4 separate regions of the Mus musculus genome follow, and all the other regions are linked to region 3. A link is a contact called in public HiChIP or PLAC-seq, Micro-C and capture Hi-C data. All regions are on one chromosome and are shown on one strand. Each heading gives the region's core, a stretch centred on a gene start, on an enhancer-like site or on the middle of the called end of the contact. The rest is flanking DNA. Distances are from core to core; before and after follow the strand shown.

Region 1 (3,011 bases), core at 441-2,940, 1.9 Mb after region 3:
GTAAAAGCTGCATCTTAACTGTTTAATCTCAGTTTAATCTGACCGGGTGGGAAACAAAAAATCCTGTCGTACCAAGTCACATGTTGAAGGTGCTGCACAAGTGCCCAAAAGTAGCTCTCAGAGGCAATGCTATCCTCTTTTCTCAAAAAGCTCCTTGGGGGGGGGGGGGGGGGAGGTCTCCGTTTATTTATTCGGAGACCGTGAATCCAGGCTCTTCCCTACATTATTTTGTAAAGCTCGAATAGATTCTTCAGGTATCACAACCGTCATCCACACGAATCACATGCTGTCCTCTCAGTACTGTGGAAATGTCCCATCAATTTTGGCGGCCCAGGCCATGAGTCCCCCCACGATGTCCTGAACAGTTAAAGAGTCTAACTCCGGCACTGCCGTTAAGGACTGCAGGACCTTCACAGCTTTCTGGGAGTCGTTTCCCAGTTTGCAAATCACATACACCGGGAGAGCAACCCCTTCCTGCGACTCCTGCTTCCCTTTCCGGAGGGCAGCCCCTAAGAGTTTCAGGCTGTCCGCATCCCTGCGTTCCAACTGACTCAAAGGGATGTGGAGAGAGTGCGGCAGGCGACAGATGTCCACCTCTACTTGAGGCCGGACGTCCAGCAACACATGGGGCGCCCCGGAATCCAGAAGCCGCTTGTAGTCGGTCACAGAAATCCGCTCCTCGGGGCACAGCAGCTTCAGGGCGCGGCACTTGTCGGTGGCCGAGGAGCCGCAGAAGGCCTCGTAGTCCTGCAGGCGGGTCACGGTGGGCTGCTGCCCGCACACGACGCAGTCAGGCCGGCGGCGCCGCAGCCGGATCCGGCGGAAGTGGCCCCCGAGGCCGTCGAAGAGCAGCATGCTGCCGCTGTAGGAGGAGCCGAGGCCGGCGGCGATCTTGAGCACCTCGAGGGCCTGCGCGCAGCCTAGCACGCCGGGCACCGCTCCGAGCACGCCGCCGTCTGCACAGTTGGTCACTGTCTCCGGCGGGGGCGGCCGCGGGAACACGCAGCGGTAGCACGGCCCGCCGTCGTGGTGGTAGACGGTCATCTGGCCCTCGAAGCGCAGCGCGCTGGCCGACACTAGCGGCCGGCCGGCCAGCACGCACGCGTCGTTCACCAGGTAGCGCGTGGGCACGTTGTCGCAGCAGTCTGCCACCACGTCGTAGCCGCGGACCAGGTCGAGCGCCCAGTCCTCGGCGAGCGCGCGCGGGTACGCCACGCACTCCACCGCCGAGTTGAGACGGCGCAGCGCCGCGGCCGCCGAGCGAGCCTTGCTCTCGCCGGCCTGCGCCTCCCCGTGCAGGACCTGGCGGGCCAGGTTGCTCGTCTCCACCACGTCGTGGTCCACCAGCCCCAGCCTGCCTACGCCGGCCGCCGCCAGGTACTGCGCCAGCGGGCAGCCCAGCCCGCCGCAGCCCACCACGAGCACCGCCGCCGCCGCCAGGCGCAGCTGCCCGCGCACGCCCAGCTCCGGCAGCAGTAGCTGGCGGCTGTAGCGGAGGATCTCGTCCCGCGACAGCGCGGCCCGGGGCGCCAGCGGCGGCGGCGGGACCCGGAGCGGACGCTCGGGCTCCGGCTCGGCTGTCAGGGCCGCGGCCAGCCTCCGCTTGAGCGAAGCTAGCTCTTCCTCCCGCCGGGTGATTTCAGCCTGTAAGGCAGCTACGTCCTCCGGGGCAGCCATGACAGCCTCTTCCGGAAAGAGCCGGGAAGGGACTTCCGTTTCCGGTTGCCTGTCTCTTAGCGACTGGAAAACGAAGACGCTTCCTGGCCCTTGAAAGTGAAACGAATGGGTTTTTATCCGGGGAAGCCGTCACGATTGGCTTGAAACGGTCACCATATCTGGAAGTTTCCCGGGGACCACACTGGGACGTCGGAGCGCCGAGCCTCCCCCATGCTCCGAGATTTGGTACGGCCCGTGTCGGATGACGTAAGTCCGCTTCCGGCGCCTCTCGCAGAGCCGTCATGGCTTCCACGGGGGCGAGTCGCAGTCTTGCTGCGTCTCCGCGGCCGCCGCAGGGCCGCTCCTCGCGACAGGACAAGTACTCGGTGCTGTTGCCCACCTACAACGAACGGGAGAACCTGCCGCTCATCGTGTGGCTGCTGGTGAAGAGCTTCTCCGAGAGGTAGAAGGGGCTTCTCGCGCGGGGGCCGGGAGCCGGCCGCGGGCTGCAGGTCGGCGGTTGGCTGCGCGAGGAGACCCCCGGAGGCCCGGTCTCCGCTCCCTCCCGAGCCTGCTCGCGGCTTTCCCCAGCGGGGAGAACCGAGGAGCACAGCCCCGCGTCTTTCTCCTTCCTGCTCAGGTCTCTAGCGAGTCCGGTGTCTATCTGTTGACAGATCGCGCTGGCCTGCGTCCCCGGCCTGTTCTCTCTAAAGGGCTAACTTAACTTCTTTTTGACTTCGGGGCGAGGAGGTATGACCTCATACCTCTGGGCGGTCAGGATCCGCCGCCGGAGCCGGGAGTCCCGAGCCAGCGTTCTCCCCATCGCCTTGGGGCCGAGCGCTTACGTAAGCTTGTTGTTTGCGCTGTCAGAGAACTGCTGATGAGCTGGCAGGGAGCGAGCATCTTCGCCGAGTTTGATTAGGAACCCGGGCTTATTTGTGTGTTGTTTTGAAAAACACGGGGCCTTTCGCTTTGTTAGGCAGAGCCCTAGCTCTTAGGAACAAGAATTTTGATAGTGAAAGTGTTACGCATTTAAGAAAAAAAAAAAAAGGTCTCCGAACTAAACAGTAAATAAAATGCCTCCTGATGGCAGTGGCAGGACGGAGTCAGTACTTTACGGCCAGATGAGTGTCATGCTGTGATGATCATGGGCGATCTTTTACTGTCAACCTACAGAACGGGATTTTGCAGGAGTAGGATGGCGTAGCAGTGCGCTGTTTTAGACAGTGCGTCAGAAGAACACAGATTGTTTCCAGAGCTTTTTGTTTGTTGGTTGGCTTTTGCTTCTCAAACGACAATGAGGACGCTGTGCCCATATTTTCTAATAGCAAGAAAAAAATACTTGATCCCAAGCT
Region 2 (3,109 bases), core at 59-2,558, 1.4 Mb after region 3:
GCAGAAGAAAGACCAGAACTGGAAAGCAGGCATTTCTGTAAGGGCTCAGTGCTAGCTACGCATATCAAACCTGTGGTCCAGCTGACTTATTCAGCTCTGGGTTGTCCACAGGCACAGGTGAGCATGCTCATGAGGTCAGGCTCCTGTTTCCCGCTTCCTTCCTCACCAGCCTCTCAGAAGCAGGAAACGACAAATAGCTAATCAAGAAAATGCAAAGCAGAAAGATGGAGGAGAGGCTGATGTCTGCCCAGTCTCTCATAATGAAGGCAAAGTCAAATAAGGATCTAGCTGTCCACAGGTCCCATGGGAAGGCCACAGAGGGGGCTGGCCAGTTAGTTGAACTTCTTCAACACTGAGCTCAGACACTGTTGCAAGGAAGTTAGCCAATTAAACTTAGGTAGATTTGAGAAATAAATTTTTATATCCATACACACCCTTTTAGGAAATTCTAGGCATTCCCGAATCAGGACCACACAACTTCAGGAGGAAGTGGCTTTTCTGTAAGTCAGTTCTGTATTGCAGTGTTCTAGAAAGCAGTTAAGTACAAACACCCTCGTACCTTTTGGGAGCCCTGAACAGCTTTAGGGATAGAATCTGCAACCACTTGCTATTCTGGAATTGTTTTCTAGCAAGTTTGCTTTTCATCTGCCCTTTCTACAGTTAGCAGACAGTGGTTTAGAAGTGCTTCCGAAAATCCAGGAAGTTTACAACAAATCCTGGCTCGTGAATATGAATCCCGCGAGTATTACTCAGCATTTTAAGGATGCAAACCCTGGTGGGTTCGGAAGAGCTTGAAATTAGGTAAGATGGGGAGGTGGGATGGACAGAAGGTACCACCGGCCACTTCAAAACGCAGTTTTAACATTTCCGTAAAAAGAAAATTGAAAAGGGACTCGAGTCTCTTGTTCAGGTTTGATTTTAGAGGGAAAAGTTGAACCGACTTATTTTTCTGTGAGCGGAAAGACCTTTCTCAGCTGGTAGTTATCAACTACGCCAATTACTACAATAATTTTGTGGAGCGCGTAACCGAGATACATCGGTTCTAGAACTTTCATGTCCAGCCCTGATTTTCAATAAACCAATTTTCCTTTTTCCGTCTCAGAATTCGGATAGTGGCCGCAAGGATGATTCCCCCCACCTCCAAGTCGATCCACGCCTCGGCCAATCTGAGCCCGGATGCTAATTAGCTATGCTTCCTAGATGAACACGCCTTTGTCACATGTAGGGCCGGACTACAAGGCCCAGCATGCCTCTCCCCTCCCTGATCAATGAGGGCTTATTTAAATGATCTCTGAGGTCTTGGACCCAGGCCAATCAGCTGTCAGAGCTCATGATAAATCGCAATGCATTATTGATAATAATAATTACTGGGACATGCGCGTTTCGGCCGAAGGGGGCTAAAATTTCCCAACTCCAGGAATTGGTGGCGGAGAGGGGGCAAGTCACCAGGGCTCTTCCCGGCGCCCCAATGCGCGCACCATGTCGAGGCGCAAGCAGGCGAAGCCCCAGCACATCAACTGGGAGGAGGGCCAGGGCGAGCAGCCTCAGCAGCTACCGAGCCCCGACCTCGCCGAGGCGCTGGCGGCGGAGGAACCCGGTGAGTGCGGCTGCGGCCACGTCCGTGCGCCCGACTGTCCGTGCGTCCCGGGAGGGCGCTCCTAGCACTGCCGCGCGTCCCTCGAGGGCGCGGGTTCCGGGAGCCGATTCTGGAATGGGGATTCCGGACTCTGTTCCAGGAAAGGAGAGATGCGGAGGGAGGGAGCCTCAATCCCCCACCTCGGAGGGAGCCTCAACCCGCCCACCCCTTTGCAAATCCCCCTAGTTTTCTCCCTCTTATTGTAAAGTTGATTCCACATTCTGCCTCTCCCTCCAACTTCTCTCTCCTCGTCCACAGTCCCATAATTGGTTTCCCTCCTTTGGATACATAAGCACCCACCTACGCCGGTAACTTGGGCTTCCTTCACCCCCTCTCTAGTGGCGCCGCTTTTAAAAGAAAGAGACCCCCAAGTCTCCCCACCCTCTCTACTACCCTCTTGGGGGCCCCTGGGGGAGGGGCGCACCTCTGGGGGACCCCCCGAGGAGGGCGATCTGTTGCACGCGCCCCTCCCAGGCCGAGTGGGGGGAGGGGGCGCGACCTCTCCCCACCCCCAGGCCGGGGTACGGGCCACCCGCACAGCGCAGAGGGCGGGGGAGGCTGTTGGGCTTAGTTCCCTTTCGGAGGAAGGGAACTTTTATTTTTTTGTAATTTTAGATATTTTGTTTACCTTTTTTTTTCTTTCCGCCTTTCCCGGGGGCTACGGCGCCTGCTGCCGGTCCTCGCCCTAACCTTTCGGGGCCTGACCTCCAGCCATCTTTGATTTCCGACTATCTAAAAATAACCGCGGCCAGCGGGAGGGTGCGGGCCGGGGCCCGGGCAGCGGGTGCATGGTCACCCCCTCTGGGGCGCACCCCCGCTCCTTTATTTATTTTTTTGCACGGATCCCCCGGGCGGCACTGCTCAGCACACGCCCGGGAGGTGAAAGGGGAGAGGTCGGGTTGCGGCTGACCCGGCCTGAGCCTCCACGGAGTTCAGGACCTCAGCGCGGCCGGGAGCTGCGGGCGAGCCCCTCGTCCCTGCCCGCCGTGCTGTCGCCGAAGAAACCGGGAACGTTGGGAGGAGGGAGTCCCCCTGGGCCTCCCGCTCGATTCCAGCTCTCCGCGGATGGTGGGCGGTGTGCGGACTCTGCGCGCTCTGCTTGGGCGCTCCTGTTTTCCCCGGAGTGGGATCCTACTTTTCCCAAACTTAACGAGTTTATCAAAGTTCAGTGACCTTCTACCTCATTGTATCCCCCCCCCCTGCCCCCCAGGGCAACTGGAAGGTCATTGCTTGTTCGAGGGGGCGGATGTGAGTTTTGGGGCGTTGGAGCATCCCACATCATAGGGCCGGGCAGCTGGGATGGACTCTTTGTGCCTTGGCCCGGGGAGCTAGGGGTGGGGGTGCAGATCATGGAGAGGCTGGGTCGCTTGGTCCACCTGGAACAAAAGGGTTAACCCTCAGCCCGCCTGCTTCCTCTGGAGAGGAGGGGCGAGCTCTCGGCCCTGACCCCTCCCCTGGTCCTGCGATGACCTC
Region 3 (3,232 bases), core at 182-2,681:
ATAGGGTAAATATAATACTTTAGAGAAAGATATTAATCTGTGGTGAGAAAAGGAACCCTAGTACTAAAAATGATCAATATCTTCTGGGCTTGGATGAGAATCAGGGCTGGCTTAAGGATCTACTTCCAGCGATGCTAATTAATTGTGAGTAAGTAATTGATTCACTTCCTTTGAAAAAAAAGACTAACGAGACCATATGTGGGTTGGTAGTTCTATGTAAAATGACAGCAAAAACATTCTACAAGGCAGGTTCTTGCCCCTTGCTAAGCTGTCTTCTTGAATTCTTCTTCCTATTTATTAAGGACTGCGTTGCTTACCAGTTCCGGTCGGTTCTTTTTTGTCCCGTTCCCCCCCAACCCCCACGCTTCTTTTTGATTTAGGAAATGGGTATGTATGCTTTTCTTGATGTTTTCCCACTTTTTGATACACCGAGGGCCAGCTTGAAAAAGAAACAAACAAGTTGACTGTTCGGTGTTAAGCAATAAATCTATTTTACATTTGAGTTCATTTGCATTTTGGAGCAGAAAAATTATTGGATGTGATTGTGGCCGCCATAGTTCCTCCCTGGGGCTTGCTTAAAACGGGACATCAGTCCCAGGCCTTTGGAGTCAAACCTTTTCCTGTCTTATCTTCTTTCATCTTTAATACGAGTCAGGAACAAAACAGAAGGGAAACGCTTTAAGTGAGATGGGCATAAAGAAGTGTGTGGTTTTTGTTTTTGAGCACACTTTTAAGCCTAGTTTCACTCAAATGAATTTCTCTGCAAACTAAGATTTATTAGGTACCAAGTCCAAATTCAGATATGAAACTATAATAGAAACACAAGCCCAGGGTGTTAAGGAAGAAATAAAAAGGCTTTTTGAAGATAACAATTTAAGAGAAAATTTATTCTTTTTAGGTCTCGGACCTTCCTCACATTGACTCTCTGAAAGTGTTAACCTTCACAACACCTCAGAACACCGCTATCCTGTGAGCTCCCGAAGCCAGTGGCAAGGTTGGTTTATTTTTAAATTTTTATTATTATTATTGTTGTTGTTCGTGATTCTGGGCGACCGGGGAGTTGGGCAACCGGCCCCTCCCCTCCTCTTCCCTCCCCTCCCGGGGCGCACCTTGCAAGGGAGGGGGAGGCGGCGAGGGAGGACTGGCTGTGCGCCTGCGTGCTGCGTTTGCAGCCCCCCCCTCCATCCCCAGAATACCTGTCACTGGAACCGCCCGGGCGCGAGCGCGCCACGTTAGGCCGGATGGCGGGACACGGCGCGGGGCGCGCGTGCGCGGGAGCCCACGGGGTGGGAGTGGGGTGCGCGCGCCGCTCCGCGGGGCTCGCGCCTCGGGGGGTCCGAGGGGGGCGTGGCCCGCAGCGGTGGGCGGGTCGGGGACGCGCTTGCGCACACGCGCGGTCACAGAGGGGGCGTGGCCGGGGGCGGGGCGTCAGGCGGCGCGGCCGGGGGGGAGGGCGCAACAGCTGCTGCGAGCACTTTCTGCCCCAACAGTCCCCCCGCCGGACGCCGGCCGCCCGCCCGCCCGCGCAGGGACCCCGCGCCTGCACTGTCCCCGCGCGGACGAGTAGGGGGCGCCCGCGCCGCTCCCTCGCCCCGCGCCGGAGGTGAGCCCGGCCCCCCGGAGCCTCTGTGGGGGTGGGGGTCCCGGCGCCCGCGGCCGTGGGAGGCGGGCATGGCGCGGCCCCGTCCCGGTCCCCGCGCCGTCGGGGCTAGCGGCAGACGCACAAAGGCCGCGCCGCCTCTGCCGCTCCTTCAGCCCCGCGGCTGGGCGGTGCAGCCGGACGGCCGCAGGTAAAGGGGCGCCGGGGCCGCGTCCCCACGGCTGCGGCCGCGCGTGGGGCTGGGAGGGACGGCCGAGACAATGGCCTGCCCGGCGCGGCGTGGCCGTCGGGGGTCCGGGCCCCTGCGGGAGCTGCGTCCTGCCAACCAAGGAAGGTGTTCGGTTTCACTCCCAAACTTAGAACGTCCCGCAAACTCCCGTGGGAAGTTCGTGCGGGTTGGCGGGAGGCGGCACCGCACATCCGAGGGCGCCGCCCCGTGCGCCTCAGTTTAGCCTCAACGCGAGCGGGCGCGCAGTGAAGGGCGCCCCCGCCTCAGACCCTCGGCGCACGGGAAGCGCATTCTTGGGCGGGGAGGGTGGGGGTGGGGACAGCGGGCGGGGATTTTTCCCGAAAGGTTTGCTTCCTGAAGTGAGCCGAAGTCCCGGGGGCCCACTTCTGGGACCCCCAGTGGGGGCCGGTCCGCACTCACACAGTAGTAGAAACTTTTAAACTTTTTATTGTTTGGGTCGGGGGCTCGGGGTGGTCGTTCCCAACCTTAAGGGCTGTGTCCTGTGAGCCTTAGTTTCTTTCTCTGAGAAACAGGCATTCCTGAGCATGCGTTGATTAAGGGGCACCAGCTTGGGGTCCAGGGCTGTAGGGCACCATGTGTACCCCAGGATCCCGTGGCCAGTTTCCTGGTTTGGGATGGGTTGGAGCCATTAAGTTGTATGTTTTAAGAGGCCTAGGTCTGATTTAGTTCAGGTTGATTCAATTATGTCTTCATCCCTTTTGAGGTGGTTGAATAACTTGACATGAGATTAAGGCCAACAAAAGAGGAGGCAGGGTAGCCACAGCTGCTGGCCATGCCTGGCAACTAGGTAGGGGCCTCAGGGGGCCTTTCACCTCTCTTTGTAAGAGAAAAACGTCCACAGCCTTCTTGACTACTTTTCCCAGAGTAAATCGACCACCTTGGTACCAAATTGGATATCAGATGTTAAGTTTTTGTTTCGAGAAGGATTAGTAACAGGTCTAGTTTCAAAAAAAAAATTTTTTTTTTTTTTTTGTAGTGACAAGTGCAGAGAACTAACCTTACTGCTTTCTGTCTGGGGAGTGTATCTATCAGACCACTAGTTGGTGCTTAGTTACTGTGCTGAGAACTTTTAAGGTGTGTCCTTACTGGTAGATGACTTTTCCCCCTCCTGCTGGAGAAGTCGTATTTATTTTAGATACTGTTTTTTCAAACCTGTGGAGCCTGGTGGTATATTTAGGCTATCTGGTTATTTTGGTTTTAATTTTGAATCCTGATTTGATTGAGTCCCTCCACCATGCTGCCAGCTTTCCAGTTATGTAAGTATAAAATCCAAGAGGCAGTGACCTCTGAAGACTGAGTTGTGGATAGTTAGCATTAGTCATCCCTGGGAACTTCCATATTTTGGCTCTTTAGACTGCACCTTGGTCTGTGTGCAGGAGGAG
Region 4 (3,183 bases), core at 258-2,757, 1.2 Mb after region 3:
CCAATTCTTTATTTTTATTTTTTTTTCTTTATTTTTAATTTGAAATGTTTGTGTTGGGGCTGGAGAAATGGTTCCGCAGTTAAGAGCACTGGTTGTCCCTGCAGAAGACCCAGATTCAATTCCCAGAACCCACGCGGCAGCTCACAGCCATCCATAACTTCAGTTCCAGGGAACTTGAAGCCCTCTTCTGGCCTCTGAAGGCATTAGTGTAGTGGACAGCCCCTTGCAGGCAAAATTCCCATACACATAAAAAGAAGTAAATTCATTTAAATGTTTGTGCCGGGATGCTTTAGGAAACCTCTCAAACCTTTTTTCCTTTTGAGACTCATGTAGCCCAGGCTACCCTCTAGCTCTCTGTGTAGCTGGAGATGACTTTGAACTCCTGATCCCCCTATCTCTACACCTCAGGTACTTGGATTAGAGGCCTGTGACATCACACCAGGCTTATGTGATACTGGAAAACTGAACTCAGGGACTCTACTAACTGAGCTACATCTGCAACTCTTGCTTCGAACCTGCACTTTTCCTACTTTGTTTATGGTGTGCATCAGTATTTTTAAACTACTCACCCGAACCAAAGAAATGGCTCAGCTGGTAAACATGCCTGCTGCTCAAACCTGGTGACCTGGTTCAAATCCCGGATTCCACAGTGGACGAAAAGAACTGATTCCCGAAACTTGTCACCACCTGCCTTCCACATCCCTGTTTTCACACACATGGGATTGCATGCACACATAACAGTAGTAGTTAACAATAATAAAATTACCCCCGTTCTATAGTGAGACACTGACTTTATAAGTAACCAAGATTTCTTACACATAGATATGAGCATATCAAATTATAATAGTAACAAGCTATAGAGAACCATCTGGAGGGAACGGCTAATATGTTTTATTCGGGTTGTAGCACCAAGAAATGGGGTGTTTGGCTTGCACTCATTCTGGCAGATTCACCATTATTCTGACACAGACCTTTATATCCTTGGCTCTGAACTGGAAGCGCATCGAGCATCCGACGAGGGCAGTAGGATCTCATGGTAACTAAAGCATCTGTAGATGAATTTGAGCATTGTTTGCTGAGTAGCATGGTAAATTCGTGGAATGTACAACACACACCATGTGCATACATCATACATGTATATTTAAAACTTAGAAAATAGATAAGGAAAAGCAGCAGATAACTTAGCCACAGTTGCAGCCCCCAGAACCTACGAACCTGAATTGCTTACTGAGGTGTGAGGTCTCCCGAGGACGTGAGGTCTATGGCTAACTGTACCATGGGGTTGAAATCAGAACTTGTAGTGAATGCGTGGCTTTTAGAAGTCACTCACAGGCCGGCTACCAAACTGCTGACAGTGCCTGAGTGTTCAGCCCTGAATGTGACCTCAGCTCCACCAGGCTTCCCTCTCCAAGGTTTAGACAGCACAGCAGCAAAGCAATGGAAAGAACGTCCTTGGAGCCGGAGGTAGAGTAAGACTGCTAAATGCTGCCTCAGGACTGCATGTGCCCTAGGGAACTCAGTTACCATGGTTTCTGTCACAAGACCTAAATAGCATTCCAGAACCGGAAGGAAGGGGCTCACGGGGCTCCGCCTCCCGCTGAGGGGTTGGCGTTGGTGGGCGCTAAGAAAGCTTGAGATGGATTTCTTCAGGGTGTGGCCAGTGCCAGGGTGAGCATGCCTAGTGAATGGCCCCATACCCAATCATGCGCTTACAGCCAGCACTGACTAGACTCAGTTGTTGGGAACAAAATAAAGAATGGGGCCCTGGGGAAGAAGGGAAGGAAAAATATGCCCAATGCCCCGGCAGAGTTTCCCTATTCTCTGGTCAGTCAGGTGTGAGAGGGCTGCTACCTACCCTATCCACTCATCCCTGGGTGGGCATTCCTCTATCTCACTCTTGAAGGGGTGGCCAAGGGGCAGCCCTGCCTGGGGACACCCCCCCCCCCAGCTAATTTGCTAAAGCCACCAGGGTTGTGGAAGAGAGGGAATGGGGGAAGAAGTTCCCAACACTGACCAGAGGGCGCAGAGGAACTTGAAGGGCAGAGACACTCCATGGTTTAAGAGCTTAATTATAGAAATGCAGGGGAAAGAGAGAAGGGGAGAGACAGAGACAGAGAGAGAGAGAGGCTCAGAGAGAAAGAGAAAGGAGAGAAGAGAGGACAAAGAGAAGGGAAGAGGAGAGAGAAGTGAGAGGTAGAGGACAAAGGAGTAAGAGAGCGAGGTGGGGGCTGAGCACCCCTTTTTATGGTCTTCACTGTTGCTAGGTAACTGGGGAGGAGTTTAGCCTGAAGGTCAGAAGCTTGGGACATTGCTTACATGACTACTGACCATGCTTCTCTTGTGGGGGCTGTGGGAGGTGGTACCTTAGGCAGTGCCTGGAGTTCCAAGAACATGAGGGAACGCCTACCGTGTCATGTAGGTAAATTATGACCATCGGGTTCAAACCTCAGCTCGACTGGAGACCAGCCTGCAATTCCCCACACTGAGTCACAAAGGAGGAGGGCAAGAAAGGGAGGGAGGGAGGGAGGGAGGGAGGGAGGGAGGGAGGGAGGGAGGGAAGGAGGGAGGGAAGGAAGTTAGAGGGGGTGGGATGAATATGATTAAAATATACTATATACATATATGAAAAGTTCAAAAAATGAATAAAGATGGGTTTTTTTATGTTCAGCCTTGGGGCTTTAGAAGTGGCTCAGCAGTTAAGAGCACTTGTCACTCTTTCAGAGGACCCAGGTTCAGTTCCCAGCATCCACGGGGAGTTCAGAACTTCCTGTAACTCCAGTTCTAAGGGATGGATGTTCTCTTCTGGTCTCCCAGAGTACTGCGTGCACATGGTATGCACATGCATGCACATAAGCAAATCATACACATAAATAAATCTAAAACTAAATAAATAGCCTTGGAGCTGCAGAGATCACTTGGTAAATGCTCGCCACGGAAGGACAAGGTCTGAGCCTGAGCCTCAAGACCTATGTATGTAAAGAACAAAGTGCAGTGACCAGGGCTAATAATGTCATCACTGGGGAGGTGGGGACAGGAGGATCTCCAAGGCTTGCTGGCTGACCAGCTTAATGGATCAGTGAACGCTGTCTAGGAAGAAACTCTGTCTCAAAAACCAAGATGGGACACTATCAAAAGAACCCCTGAGGTTGACCTCTGGCCAGTACACACACACACACACACACA

The links. A called contact is a pair of places that touch in the nucleus more often than the background predicts. HiChIP or PLAC-seq counts read pairs in DNA pulled down with a chosen protein or histone mark. Capture Hi-C pulls out chosen DNA fragments and counts their contacts.
Region 1: a contact with region 3 is called in an H3K4me3 HiChIP or PLAC-seq map of pro-B cells, with 8 times the contacts expected there. The contact joins the promoter of Mocs3 here to the promoter of Zfp217 in region 3. A contact is called at or near these places in 5 of 39 promoter capture datasets (3T3-L1-derived adipocytes, the C10 cell line, the HPC-7 cell line and 1 more) and 4 of 115 datasets of contacts at active chromatin or transcription factors (embryonic forebrain, large pre-B cells, pancreatic cancer cells and 1 more).
Region 2: a Micro-C map of embryonic stem cells shows a contact between it and region 3, with 4 times the contacts expected there. The contact joins the promoter of Sall4 here to the promoter of Zfp217 in region 3. A contact is called at or near these places in 1 of 39 promoter capture datasets (embryonic stem cells), 1 of 484 Hi-C or Micro-C datasets (embryonic stem cells) and 3 of 115 datasets of contacts at active chromatin or transcription factors (embryonic forebrain, embryonic midbrain and stem cell-derived neural progenitor cells).
Region 4: a capture Hi-C map of embryonic stem cells shows a contact between it and region 3, with 3 times the contacts expected there. The contact joins the promoter of 1700017J07Rik here to the promoter of Zfp217 in region 3. A contact is called at or near these places in 10 of 39 promoter capture datasets (the 3T3-L1 cell line, 3T3-L1-derived adipocytes, the C10 cell line and 5 more), 2 of 115 datasets of contacts at active chromatin or transcription factors (embryonic stem cells and extraembryonic endoderm stem cells) and 1 of 9 other capture datasets (embryonic stem cells).

Annotation. Positions count from the first base shown.
Region 1 is chr2:168,229,301-168,232,311 of GRCm38.p6, reverse strand. Mocs3 (molybdenum cofactor synthesis 3) reads right to left here and starts at 1,690. Exons shown (of 1, transcript NM_001160330.1): 1 at 9-1,690. The coding sequence starts at 1,677. The coding sequence ends at 295. It overlaps Dpm1 (dolichol-phosphate (beta-D) mannosyltransferase 1), which reads left to right and starts at 1,933. Exons shown (of 9, transcript NM_010072.4): 1 at 1,933-2,119. The coding sequence starts at 1,959. Gm20716 (predicted gene 20716) reads left to right here and starts at 1,933. Exons shown (of 12, transcript NR_132310.1): 1 at 1,933-2,119.
Region 2 is chr2:168,765,400-168,768,508 of GRCm38.p6, reverse strand. Sall4 (spalt like transcription factor 4) reads left to right here and starts at 1,308. Exons shown (of 4, transcript NM_175303.4): 1 at 1,308-1,597. The coding sequence starts at 1,480. Gm14261 (predicted gene 14261) reads right to left here and starts at 2,366. Exons shown (of 2, transcript NR_166178.1): 1 at 2,265-2,366; 2 at 399-1,727.
Region 3 is chr2:170,129,419-170,132,650 of GRCm38.p6, reverse strand. Zfp217 (zinc finger protein 217) reads left to right here and starts at 1,431. Exons shown (of 6, transcript NM_001033299.3): 1 at 1,431-1,603.
Region 4 is chr2:168,976,593-168,979,775 of GRCm38.p6, reverse strand. It overlaps 1700017J07Rik (RIKEN cDNA 1700017J07 gene), which reads right to left and starts at 1,507. Exons shown (of 2, transcript NR_040326.1): 1 at 1,216-1,507; 2 at 870-1,049.